Linked DNA regions of Pelodiscus sinensis: region 2 is linked to region 1. Evidence: chromatin contacts called from public Hi-C data. All regions are on one chromosome and are shown on one strand. The core of a region is the stretch at or near the end of the contact, and the rest is flanking DNA. Distances in the headings are between cores, read along the strand shown. Region 1 holds the start of CFAP95 (cilia and flagella associated protein 95). Region 2 holds the start of SMC5 (structural maintenance of chromosomes 5).

Region 1 (7,103 bases), core at 1,946-4,445:
TATGATCCCACAACTCAGTGCTTGTTTTCTGCACCCAGAACTGACAGTCCACCATGTACAGCTGCTCCATAAGTGCCAACAGCAATCTTGAATAGTTTCTGTCCATTGCACAGAGTAGTCCAGACACCATGATGTCATCATCGGCTATGTAGTTCATGAAATACTGCAGGATCATCCATTTTGTGTTCATAACATTCATCACAATACTGCAGAGCAGTACAGGATTCATGCTTTCTGACAAATATCAAATGCACAGTTTACTGCAGCGGTAGGGAATTTTGGGGGGTTAGGAACCACTGACCTGGGAGCCATTGGGGGAAGGGACCAGCTCCAGGCTGCTGATGACCTCCTGGCTGGCAAGCATGGTGTCCAGGCTGACTTGTTCCTCCTCTTAGACAGCTCCACCCTTGCTGAGGCTGATGATGGGTGTGTCCTGCCCGGAGTTGATGACACGGGGGTGTGTGTGACTGGCCCCCCTCCCAAGATGGCATCCAGCTGCTCGTAAAAGCAGCAGCTCTGGGGTGCCATCCCAGAGTGGGAATTTTGTTCCCTTGCCTTCATGTAGGCCTGCCACAGTTCCTTAATTTTCATGTGTGCCTGGTATGGGATGCAGCTGTGCCCCTTCTGGGCCACGCTGGTGGCCATCTGACCATTGACACTGGTGTTTTGCCATCTGGTTCAGAGATCCTTGAGGTTTGACACCTTGCCCCAGACCTCAATGGGATCCAGGATCTCTGCACCAGTCCAGGCTGGTGCTGTCTTTTGCCCCTGGCTTCTGAGGTAGCAGCAGGTGTACTTGCAGCCATGGGGGGCTTGGAGGGAGCACGAGTGTCTGCTGTGGTTCCAAGAAAGCGTGCTGCATAGTGTGATGCCATCAGCCATTTTCCTTCTGCCTGCACCTTTAAAGAATGCAGGAGAAGGGAAGCATTATAGTTGTCAGGGCTGTGGCCAGAGCAGCCACCAGGGCAGCTGTGAGAGGCCTCCGGAGGCCAATTATTTCAAAATAACAACAGCTGAGCGTCCACACTAACCCTATTTTGAAATAACAGTTTTGAAATAGGCATTATTCCTCATCAGAAGTGGGAGTTATTTCAAAATAACAAGCCCATTATTTCAAAATAATTTTGAAATAATGGACTTTTTGTATGGATGCTCATCTTATTTCAAAACAAGGGGAGTTATTTTGAAATAACTCTCTCGTGCAGATGTGCCCTGAAAGAGCTACCTACAGTGCACCTCTCTCTGTTTCTTCAGGAGCACCTACTAATGACAATGCTTTCTCAGAGCATTGTGTGGTTGTGCAATAGTGGTAGATAAATGTCAATGTAACTTAAGTCAACTTAACTGTGCATTGTAGACATAGCATTATAGTAGTGGTTCTCAAATTATGGGTTGGGACCCTGTAATGGTCACAATCCTATTTTAATGGGTCACCAGGGCTGCCATTAGACTTACTGGGGGCTAAAGCTGAAGCTTGAGGTCTTCATCCATGAATGGCAGGACTCAGGCTTCAGCTTCTACCCTGGGGGGGGGGGGGTAGGCTCTGGTTACAAGCCTTCCACCCAGGGCTGAAGCCCTTGAGCTTTGGCTTCACCCTTATCTACCCCTGCCTAACAGGGGGTGGGACTTGGGCAGGCTCAGGTTTCACTACCTCCTGGGGTATATGTAGTAATTTTTGTTGTCAGAAGGGATTAGGGCGCAATGAAGACAGAACACCAACATCAATTAAAGGCCTAATTGTAATTTGTAAAGAGGAGTAAATGGCCAGCTGACTTGAATCATCCATAAATATTTACATACATACTGAAAAGGAAGAAGTAAATGGCAGTTTAAATGCACGCTTTTCAGTGGTTCAATGGAGCAAACTAAAAGTTAATTAACTTATTCTGCAACATGTTTAAATATTTCATTCACTCCGAAAAGTGAATTAAAATGGAAGTATCTTACTCAACAGATATCTGCTCTTTGAATGTATTCAGGATTTTATTTGATCACTTTAATGATAAAAAGTAAGGATCCACTACATTTTATTCCCATTATTCCAGCTGAGCCAAAATAGTTAAGAGGATGAAAGACTTTGAAATGGTGTCTCTTCCTTCTTGACAATAGAATTCTGTGCCAAGTTCCAGTCTGTTACACCAATGCTATCCTATTAGTGACAATGTAGCTAGTTTAGCTATGAAATCAATGGAGTTGCACAGGTGTTGCTGTTGCCATATTTTGGCCTGTAGAATCCTCATTACAGGTTCTGATGCTCAAGTGGCAGAGTGACTCTCATATGCAGGGCCAATACTTAGAAAATAAAACATACTTTTTTTTAAAGCTTGTAAAATGAACATATTTAACGTAGAAATAATGGAGACAAAATAGAGATGGATCCCCGTAATGCCACTTTTTACCAAGTCACTTCTCAGAATAAAGCCATACTTTATATACAGAAGGAAATAAGAACAAAGCAGCTTATTTCTAAAGACTTGGACAATTTATAGTTTAAAAAAACTGCAAAAAAAAGTACAATAAGTGCAGTAATAGTGCAAACAGAAATAACATATTGGTAGTCAAGGGTTACCATTTTAACATCGGAATCCTGTTGTGTCAATTAATATTTATATTCTGCTGTGAATGAGTTATCAGATTTATTACAAGGAGGACTTATGGGCATAGACAGTAAATTAAAGTATATATACTACTTTGGATTTATTTGCTGGAAGTAACTTTAAACCATGGGATGAGCTAAAATTGTAATCACAATACTTATACATTTACTTGTCCAAAGAGAGTGAAGATTTAAAATATCAATAAAAAATCCTAAAGCATTTATACTACTTGTGCAAATCATGCCCAATCCTGTAAACCTCTTGGCTACATCTACACTGCAGGCTTCTTGCACAAGAGATGTGCTTTTGCACAAAAGCGTCCATGGCAGTGTAGATGATTTCTTGTGCAAGAAAGTTCTGATGGCCATTTTAGCCATAGGGGTTTCTTGCGCAAGAAACCCTGTTGCCCGTCCACATTGCCTTCCTCTGTTCCAACACTTTCTTGTAAATTTACTTGTGCAAGAACATGCGTGCAGTGTAGATGCTCTGCAAGTTTTTGTGCAAGAACAGCCGTCCTTGCACAAGAAGCCTGCAGTGTAGATATAGCCTTATGGTGAAATCCTGGCCCCACTGAGCTCAGTGGGAGTTTTGCCATTGATCTTAATGAGACCACGATTTCACCTTTAGCTTGTAAAGCTGTCTGTATAGCTGGATAGTTTTTTTGGTGATCACAGGAGGGGCAAAAACAAAATGATGTGTTTATCACTGAGTGTGCAAAATTCTCTGAATACCCACCCTGCTTGGCTGGTCTCCAGAACAGGTATACTGCTAATTTAGATTATAGCTCTTTGGGGCAGGAGCTGTTGCCACAGGAATTAGTGAGTGTACAGATCTATGCCTGGGTCTCCTGACTGCTACCAGATTACACAGGTAATGATGAGAAATAGCTGTGTAGTGCTACAGGGAGCTGGAAGCCATCACAACACAATTTGCGTGTCTCTCTGGCCTCCAGGCTAGGCAGACAGGAGAGGTTAGGCAGTGAAGGGCGGTGGGAAATGGGAGAGGAAGGTGCAACTCCCCTTAAAGTGAAGTCACGTTTTGGCTTAACAGGCATCCATCTTTGCTGGACTACATTTCCCATCACACAATGCTCCGCATTGAGCCGTTGTTCGCACGGGTCAAAGCGTAGCCTTGCATTCTGGGTAATGTAGTCCTGTGCGGGACAGCCCGCTAGAACTCTCAGGACATAGCGATAGAGCCCGCGCGGAAAATGCTTGTTGCTCCGCCCCCGCTTCCTCGCAGCGTCTCTCGTTACCAAGGCGACGAGGCAGCGCCTGCGTGGGAATGTCTCCCTGTAGCAAGGGCTAGAGGCGGGCATCTGTTCGGGACTGTTTCCGTGCGGGGGGGAGGGTCCGGACGGTGCAGTAAGTCCCGCAGCCCCAGAGGGGGACACCTGAGAATGGACATGGGCCCACCCGACGTGCTGGAGCGCAAGGGGACCTTAACGCTGCGCTCGCGTGGCTTGCACTATGGGAGACCCACCCTCGTGTACCGCTGGTAAGGGGCCCCCACTGTCGCCCCCTTGGGTCTGTGAACATACGTGGTGCTCGGCAAAAGGCCTTGGGGAGGGGGGAGAGACATCCGCTGCTCCCTTGTGTACTGCACACCTCCCAGATTATGTTGCACAATAATCTATACTGGTAGGACCCCCTTGCAAAAAGTCACTACTCGGGCTTTTTAGATTATGATGCGCTTTGTGAGGAGCTTTTGGCCTGGTCTGCCCCCAGATGTTGTGGGGCACTTGGGTTAGGGGTGTGTTTTGGCTCAAATAGTTGCCACTGTAAAGACCTTGAGGGTGGAGGCAGTTATACTGGCATAAAGGAACCTTAAAGATACAACAGTCTCCCTGTAAATGTATCTTGTAACGGGTATGTATGCACGTTTAAACATATAGAAATCTCAGTGGGGTAACCGTGATAGTCTGTAACTTTAACAAAAACGAGTAGTCCTGTGGCTCATCTGAAGAAGTGGGTTTTGCCCATGAAATCTCATGATATACATATTTGTTAGTCTCTAAGGTGCCACAGGAATATTCATTTTTAAACTTATAGAATTACAATTCTTGGTGTTGCTAGAAGGAGGTCTGTAATGCCTATCTGAAATGAGACACCGTGATGGACTAGGAAATAAACATGTGCTACCTTCTTGTATATGAACATTGGCATGTGTGCTGGATTGGGCAGAGGGTAGTAACTATTTAAATAGTATGGTAATTGATACAGTATTTTGAACTTGGGTAGCTTATTGGCTAGCAAGTAGTACTGTCAACACTGTGGCTGCGTCTAGACTGGCAAGTTTTTCCACAAAAGACCCTTGACTATTTGCTTCCCCCCCTTACTGTCTCTCTTAGAGGCAGCAAGGCAGGACAGCAGGAACCAGTGCTGGGGAGACCCAGCTTAAAAGCCAGTTCCCCTCAGCACCATCTCTGGGGGACACAGGGGAGTAGCGGGGACCAGGCACGAGCCAGAAATCAGCTAATTCCGGCTCGCGTCCAGTCCCAGACACTGTGCCTCTGGTTTTTAAATGTATTAATAAGTATTAAATGTTATTAAATGTATTAAGAGCCGACTCTTAATACATTTAAAAGGCTCCCCCGCTTATCAACTAATTGGCAAGCTGATTAAACTAAATTTAACATCCCTAGTTTGCTGCTTCCCACAGCTTCGCTTGGCTGCAAATGGTGAACTGGAGCCAATGGGAGCCTTGAGGCTCCGTGGCTGTGGCACTGGTAAGTAAACAAACTGGAGCAGCTAGTTATCATGTTTCTCAAAGTGATTTTGCAGATCACTTTGAGAAACACTGTTTTAGATCAGTGTTTTTCAACCTTTTTTAATTAAAAACATTTCAAACAGAAGTTCAGACCTCTTTTGGAAATTTTAGACAAGGTCTGTGGGCAGGGCGAGTGGGCGGGCGAGTGGGGCGGCTTCCCCAGGCCCCGCGCTGCAATAGGCCCCGCGCCGAGCCACCGTGCGGGGCCCAAACAGCCGCTTGAACCACTTGCTCCTGCACGGTGGCCCGGCTGAGCGGTGCAGAACTCAGCAGAGCGCCGTGGCGGGAGGCGAAGTGCCGGGACAGAGGCTCCAGGTCCTGCCCCCTGGCCATGTACGTCACCACCCCGCCTCCCTTCACCTACCGCCATGGTGCTCGGCTGAGTTCTGTGCCGCTCAGCCGGTCCACTGTACGGGAGCAAGCGGCGCAAATGGCCGTTTGGGCTCCGCAAGTGAGAGGCAGGAGGGGGAGGACTAAGGAGAAGAGAAAGAGAGAGTGAGGCAGGAGGGGGAGGAGACTTAAATACAAATGAAAATTTTTAATTATTAATACAGAATTTTGTTTAAGAATGACTTACAATATAATTAAAATAAAAATTATCCAACTAAATTAAGTTTCTATCAAATTTACCCAGTTCACATTTAGTATGAAAATAGCCTTCAATTTGCACATTTGACGCCTTTTTTCTATTTTTTCTTCAAAGAGGGGCAAAATTGTGCTGGCCTGGGCCCCGCAAAACTCTCATCTGCTCCTGCCTGCTCACATCTCCTGACCACAGATTGAAAGCCAGTATTTTATGGTAATGAGAACGACAAGCTTTCATATACCCCTTAGGCCAGTGGACTCCAACCTTTTTATACCCAAGATCACTTTTTAAATGATAGACCAAGCCAAGATCTACTACCCCGCCCCTTCCTTGAAGCCCCGCCCCCTCTATTCTCCTCCTCTCCATCACTTGCTATCCCCAATCCTTATACTGCTACTTTAAAAAACAATTCCCACCATTCCTCGCAGCTACTCACCTGTGCTGTTGCTCGGTGAGTAGCTGCTCCTCAAATGAGGAAGTATAATGTAAATGTACTGCACAGGTGCGCAGTTCAGAGAGGGCTCAAGAGCTACTCTTAGAGCCTCCGAGATCTACAGGTAGATCGCGATCTACTGGTTGGTGAACACGGCCTTAGGCATAGTCTGTGGACCCACAGTAGTCTGTGGACTACAGATTGAAAGCCACTGTTTTAGATGTTATAATTTAAAAAGAATAACACTAAGAAATGCTCGGGAATCCTTGAATTAAAACAAAATAACATAGGACCAGATCCTCGTACTGTAGTACAAATGTGAGATTGTTTCCACTGACTCCAGTGGGAGTTGGATCAAAACTGTAAACATTAAAAAAATATTACCAATGGTCAGACCTAAAGCAACAAAAGGGAGGATTTTAGATTTTGCTTTGCCCTTCTCTCTATCCATTGTGCTTAGGCTTGCATATTTTGCAAATGCAGATTTTTATTTTTATGTATTTATAGCGAGCCATCATTGTGTTAGATATTTTAAAAGTAAAGCCCCTTTACTGAAGAACTTAAAATGACCTTTACACAGTTCTGTAAACACTATGCAATATTTAGCAATAAAGGGGAAAGTTGTTTATTTTATTTTTGTTTTGTTAAATTCAGACCCTTGAACATTGACATTAGTCTTTTTTAATGCCAGAAAAAAGTTAAAATGACAATTTAACCT
Region 2 (7,103 bases), core at 2,066-4,565, 220 kb after region 1:
GCAGCCCAGCCCTGCCCTCTGCCTTGCTCTTGGGTGGGGGTCAGCCCCAGCCTTTTCCTGGCCGGCCGAAACATGGGGGAGGGAGGCTGGGGCAACTTGAGAAACTATACGAAGGGCGCATTCACATCCTTCGCACCACCCCCTGAACGGGCTTGCCGTAGGACTGATGGCCTTGATGCATATTGGAGCAGACTTCAGGCTGCTCTGACTTGCACTTAAGAGTCCAATTCATTCCCCCACCAACCTGCCACAAGGTGATTCCTTGGTCACAACTTGAAGATCTGGCTCTCTATCAGTAAGTATATACTGCAAAAAAAGAACTGCAGTAGTGAGTCTCAGAGCATGGATCAAATGACTCAAGCTTGGGGAGCTTGCACTATGAGGCTAAATATTGCAGTGTAAATATTCAGATTGAGAATGGTGTCCAGACTCTTGAAACCTGGTGAGAGGGGTGGGTCTCAGAGCCTGGGCCCAAGCCCAAACCCAAATGTCTTGTACGCTGCTGCTGTTACCCAATAGCATAAGACTGACTTGGTTTACTCAGGCTCTCTGACTTACAGCTGCAGTGGTTTTATTTTTGCTGGGTAGACTTCTGCCTCCAATCAGCTGGCTTTTGATGTCTTTTTTTTCCCCTAAACATTGGCGGCACAATCAAAGGATTTGTTCAATACAATACATACATAAAACAAAAATCTTAAGATGTGTCATTTAGCTAATATTTCCTGAAATACAGCACATCTCCTGGGGATTATTGATTAGCTGTGAAGGACTGATGTCCTGATAGTGGAAGGTCATCAATCCCAGCTGGCTACCACTCCCTGGGAAATGCCTCCACACTAAAATCATCTTTGATTTTAGAAACAGGAAATGGAAACAATAAAAAAGGGAATGTTGATGTAGTTTTCAGTTGTTCTGAATTAGGCAATGTTAGAGAGTTAATGATATGTACATCAGCTATATTGCTAACTCGTCACTTGCCATCCATCTCAGTTTATATACAAATTCAAATCATGTAACAGGGAAATACTGTGAAAATAAGATGGTTATAATCAATGGGCTCTGCATTTCTGGATACTTCAGAATAATCTTTGAGAACCTTGTTTTATACATGAAGTAAAATGCAAAATCTCTTCAAAATACATATATATGATGTTACATGCTGATCTCTGTTTCAGCAGTGTAGGTCTGATCTTTTAATTGGATTAAATTAGATCAGTGAATGGCTAAAAGTCAAAAGTCCTCGGAGATAAAGATACATGCTTACAACTGAGAGAAGAATTTAACAATGCATGCTTATGAATGCATGCATTAATGTAGACAACCCCCTTGGTATCAGGTTTATATGGGTACAATTGGGGGCAGAACTTGTCCCCTAGAGAGAGAGACACTATTCTGAGGGCAGGAAGAAACATCATTTCTCCCGTCACCAGGACATGATAGATGTTTCTGCTTCTTTGCACTGTACCAGTTGGTTTCAACCTGCACTCCGCAGACTTATGTCTAAGAGGTCCATGGAACAGTGGAGAGTCCACAGACTACGTTTTAAGATTTAGATAGGGGTCCACACCTGCATTTGAAATTGTTTAAGGTACACAAATGAAAAAATGTTGAAAACCATTGCACTAGACAGAAGAATGAAAGGGGGGAAAAGGTGGTTGTAAGCCACTTTGTGCCTCTTGAATTCACTGCTTCAGGGCAACACATGACCCTTTAATGACCATGGACAACAAACTGTATTGCATAAAACAGGCATTATCCTAAGAGCAGGACAGATCTTTCCATTGTCCCTTTGTTGTTGGTAATACTGTCTTCTTTATTTTGCTGTTTATATGTGTGTGTTCTATTAGTTCATCTTTTTGCATATTTTTATTACTTAAAAGGGACAAATTCTTACCAGTTATACTGGTTTCAATCCAGAGTAACTACATTGAGTTTAATCGTTCATTTGGATTTCCATTAGTGTAAATTAGACCAGATTCTGACTCAGTATTAGATTAATCCTGGTTTAACATAAGGGCCTGATTTATCACTTTGTTACTCCAGTGTTGCTTTCATGTAGCTCCTTAATCTAGTTGCCCTGTTCTTAAAGGCTGGAAGCTGTATTGGTGGCTGAGATGATGTCACTTTCGCTGTAAGGAAAGGAACTTGCAGAAACCTTAGTGCCATTGGTGGAAGTCCTGCCAGTTCCAATTGTTATGGGATAATATACTTACCCACTCTTAACATGAATCCGGTTAGGATCCTCCTCAAAAGGAGGGGAAAGGGATGCTAAATAACCAATGACTTTTAGGAACAATGTCTCTGGCTAATTATCCATTCAATCAATCAGCTTCCCTTTTGAAGGCTATTTCTGCCCCAGTTCATTGGTTGATTGCAAATAGCTAAAACATGCATGTTCTGGAAGGTTTTTTTTTAATACTTCTGTATATCCGGTATATGTCTTTAAAATTCTTTCTCTGTGTAAGAATTCCTAGATTATGCTGCCATCTGGTGGAAAGACAACATCACAATCCTTAGTTTGAAATCACTTTAATACATTTTTTGTAACAAAAGCTTTTATGCTTCCCAACTTCAAATATCAGGGAAGGGATCAGTGATTTAAAAATGACACACTTAGCCATATTAAAAGTATAAATGATTTTGGTGTCAGCAAATAGGAAGATACTAGCTATTACCCTGTCCCCTGCCAGAAACATTTCATCTTGTTTGTCTTTGAAGTGCTGCATAGTCCTGTCTTTTGTTTATGCTCCAATACATCTGTTTAGTCTACAAGGTGCCACTTTAATACAGAAACCCAGTGTTGGGGATGGGCCCAGGCGGTCTCAGGGTTCCCCCTTGGCCCTGGGAGAAGGCAGCGGGTGGAATGAACAAGTCTCCTCCTTTCCCTACCTCCCGAAATGCTGAGCCTGCCACCCCAAACAAGAGAGTAGCTCTCAAAACGTGGGAGGGGCAGTGAGCGCTAGAGAACTACGTCTCCCAGCATGCAAAGCTCAGCTACTGATAGGGAACGCGACGGCCCACTTGCCGCGCTGCATGCTGGGCGGTGTAGTTTGATGTGGCTGCATTACACGTGAAGGCAGAATCCCGATGTCAGTAACTAGCCCTGTAAGGCGGGGGGAGGGGAAGAATACGCCTCTGCGATTCCATTTCATGCAAATAAGGCGCCCACCACCCCAGCCAGATCGCCATGTAAATCCCTATGGGAGAAGCTCTATCGGAGAGCCCACAGCAACAACACAGGCCGCCCGTCGGTCTCGCGAGACCCGCTGGCAAACAGCCCTGTCGCTGAACGGACAGTACCAAATTGGCCCCGCCGTTCCACCTCTCAGCCTATGAGCTTTCGACGTCGCGCCTGGGGGTTCCACGAGCCAATGGCCTCCTCCTCCCCTCGCAGGCCGCGCCGTCTAACCAATGGGAGTAGGGCGCGCGGCTCGGGCCCGTTTTCATCTTCACGGCGCGCGCCCCACGCCGCCGGGATGGTGGGCGGTGCTTTAGCCTGGTGCGAAGGAAGATGGCGGCCCCGGGCAAACGGAAACTCGGGGCCGTCACTGGCGGGCCGAGCGGGAGCGGCGCCGGGTGCAGTAAGCGCGGCTCGGGGGCTGCCAGGCCAGAGGGGAGCGGCCTGGGGCAGCCGCCGTCGCCCTTCGTGGAGGGCTCTGTAGTCAGGGTCACCATGGAGAACTTCCTGTGAGTGCGGGGCAGCAAGAGCCGCGGGGGGAGGGCGTGGCTCGTGCCAGGGGGCTACCGCGAGTCCCTGGCCGCTGGGCTCCGCCAGGCCGTGAGGAGGAGCGTGTGGAGTATGTGGCGCTCGGGGGGGGGGACCTAGCTCCGGGAGTCAGGGGATCGGCCCCGGTTCCTGGAGCTGGGTTGTGCCAGGGGCTGATGAAACTGCACGGAAGGGCCGTCCTACCCCTACTATCCTCTCCCACAGTGAGAGGGAGCCGGCTCCCAGTCCGCCCCCTCCTCCCACCCCCTGACAGGTGGCAGGACTGTTGGGTGGTGCCTGTGCTGGGCCAGTGTGGCTGATGTGGCTCCTGACCCCCCTCCCCTCCATCCAGTGATCATGGTAGCCAGTTCACAGGCCTTTTGTAAGATGTGGGCAGGGTGTGTGTCACTGGCGCAGGGTGTGTGTCACTGGCGCAGGGTGTGTGTCACTGGCGGTACCTTTAGTGTTGGACAGCACCACTGCACACAGCTTGGGCAAGGTGCTGTGTGTTGGCTAGCGCGTTCTTCTCATGCCTTATTTGGAACTGTGTTCCCCATCCCCAGAAAAAAAATAGTCGTAGCCTTATGGCTGGGGACAAGCAACCTGGATGTTTGCTGAACTCTGCAGACAGGCTGGGAAAGGACTGTGTTTGGAGTTGTGGGCTGGGCTTATTTATCACAATAAGTAAACACCAAGGCCTGTCTATGCTAGGAGATTAGGCTGAATTTTACTGCATAAGGTCAATTTTTCTAAAAAATGAGTCCACGTTATCAAGCCTAAGCTGATCTGTAATCGTTATGGTAACAGATAAGCTAATGCTTCTTGTATAACTATTTAAGCAGTTAAGCTATTACATTCCTAGTGTAGATCCAGCATGGAGGAAGTCAAGGTTTTTGTCCTCCAGGAGGCAACTCAGTGCCATGCTCTCGCCAGAAATTGTGCCTCTACTGATCTTCAAGTGAACAGGAAAAGACCTGGGAAAGTTTGAATTTTCATTTCCTATGTGGCCAGCGTTGTGAGCACACCTCATAGTAATCCGCATACCTGGTCATGATTCCCATAAATTCGAATTCCCAGGGTGCCAGTTCCCAGAGGTGCAAAAGACCACAAGCATAGAGTGTGCAGGAGATCTTGGACCTCATTGAGGCATAGGGTGAAGAATCCATTTTGTCTGATTTCTGAAACAGCAAAAGAAACACTGATAACCATGCTAAGATAGCATGGTGCCTGGTGGAGAGAAAATACTCCAGGGACTCCTAACAGTGCAGAGTTAAAATAAAGGAGCTGAGGCAGTCCTATTACAAAATAAGAAGCAAATGGACTCTGGTGCATGGCTGTAAAAATGCTGCTTTTACAAATTGCTGCATGTTATCCTACGGGGGGACTCGACCCACTTCCCAGGCCAGATTGTGGAATCCTCCCAAGACACACGGGGCAACAGAGTGGAGGATAGGGAGGTGGTGGAAGAGGACGAGGAGGACAAGGAGAACAGCCAGCTTGTGAGTGGTGAGCGCCGCCTACTTTTCATCACTTTGGAGCCAATTCCCTCCTCCCAGAACATCTCACAATCAAGCAATAATTCTGGGGAGGACACTTCTGGTGAGTTCACAATTTTTTTTCCTTGGATGTGATGCATAAACTGTGCTACATGCAAGATGGGGGCACAGAACAGCTTGTTAATATATCTGGAGATGGAGAAGGAATCCTCCCTGCATATCTCCATGAAGCTCTCATAGAGGAACTCTGATCCCTCTCACAGTGTTTCTGGGGAGACCAGCCTTATTCCATCATCCATGGTAGGACTCCTTCCCATGCTAAGTCAGCAGTAAGTGGTCTGGTGTCACTGCAGCACAAAGCCTGGCAGCATAAGGCCCAGGTTTCTGGCCACCTTCAGTCAACATCAGCTCCCTATCACTCTGTGTGAATTGGAGAAGACTGATATCTCGCATGACAACTTGGATGAAGGAGCGGGAGAAGCTTTTAGCTGCTGCCTCTGCTGCTAGCATGGCTTCAGACTCTGCTATCCTCCTACCCCTCAGGCTCCTGCAAGATGGGAGAATAGCGTTCTCCCAAGAAGCAGGTTGTAGTGAATGCAGAGGAGGAAAGCCACGTGAGTCACTGTCCTGCCCCAGCGTCCTCCCCCCCGCCCGCAGGATCATGCCCTGGCAGGCCCCTTACCATGCTTGCCTCCAGATTGTGAGTCCAGAGGCTCTCTTGAGAACCCTGTTGTGTACCTGCTTTACAGTGTCTGCTTTAAAGCATGACTTTGGCCTTGCAAAAGCTTATAGGTTAATTCTTTAGACCAGTGTTTCCTGATTTTATTTGGCCATGGAACTCTTTTCAGCTTAAAATATTTTCAAGGAACCCCTACTGGGACCTACTACCCCTGCTATGGGTATGCATTTAAAATGTATTAGGAGCCAGGTGGACTGGCAGCCTCCTAAGTTCCGGTTCACACTGGCCCTATTCTCGGGGACTATAGAATAGTTGACTAACTGATAAGAATTCCTGAAGTTAATTGACTATTCAATTAACTGATATTGAACATCCCTACCTTGCACATTTTCATTGTCGTTAGAGAGATCTTCACTGTATATTTATAGATTAGGTTTTAGACTCCACAATGCATCTCCTGTAATGTGTGTCCTTGTAACTTTGTTACAGTGGGAACAGCAGGGAGCTTGTTGCATACTCCCTGGCTCCAGCAGCTGTCCAAATTACACAAATCCGCAGGCAAAAATGGACAAGAGAAGACATGTTTAAAGAGCAAATGGAGTGGAGTAATACATTCCTGAAGGAGATACAAGTGGAGTGGCAGCGGCAGACAGGAAAGAAAATGTGCAGGGAACTGCAAGTGAAACAACAAGAGAATATTCTCTCGTCCCGCATGTCTGTGATGGAATGCCTGGCAGACAACCTGGCCCTCGTGGACAACAACTTTCCCTCCTCACCCATTTTTATAGCTTCTACTCCCATGCGGACCCCAGGACATGGGGGACAGGGTACTCAAAGCCAGCATCACATTCAACTTTCAGGGCCTCAGGAGGCAAAAGGCTGTCCTTGTGTTTCTCACTGCCTCTTTGTTTTGAGTCCCACCATGGACTTGTTTTCTGTCCCTACTGTCTTCCCTAAATTAAAAACACATGATGTCTGAACAACAGTCTGCATTGCTCGTATTTCCAGTGTGAGGTGGCAAACACACTGAATGCAGGGGCACCTCATTGAGAGCAACAAGCATTACTCTCAAAACTGGCTATTCATAAAACTTTATTTCAAAGCCTTTCTGATTTGCGCTGTGCTCTCCTTATTGCCCTGGGTCTGGCTGCTCAACTCTAGCAAGGCATTCTGCGTCAGGCCCCCACCCTGCCAGACAATTCTTCCGCTTGCCCTCACAAAT

The links. A called contact is a pair of places that touch in the nucleus more often than the background predicts.
Region 2: a Hi-C map of blood shows a contact between it and region 1, with 5 times the contacts expected there. The contact joins the promoter of SMC5 here to the promoter of CFAP95 in region 1. A contact is called at or near these places in 3 of 5 Hi-C or Micro-C datasets (blood, liver and an unstated tissue).

The regions. Positions count from the first base shown.
Region 1 is chr6:32,604,108-32,611,210 of ASM4963464v1, forward strand. CFAP95 (cilia and flagella associated protein 95) reads left to right here and starts at 3,196. Exons shown (of 6, transcript XM_006137840.3): 1 at 3,196-4,094. The coding sequence starts at 3,808.
Region 2 is chr6:32,821,685-32,828,787 of ASM4963464v1, forward strand. SMC5 (structural maintenance of chromosomes 5) reads left to right here and starts at 3,316. Exons shown (of 24, transcript XM_075931701.1): 1 at 3,316-3,687. The coding sequence starts at 3,512.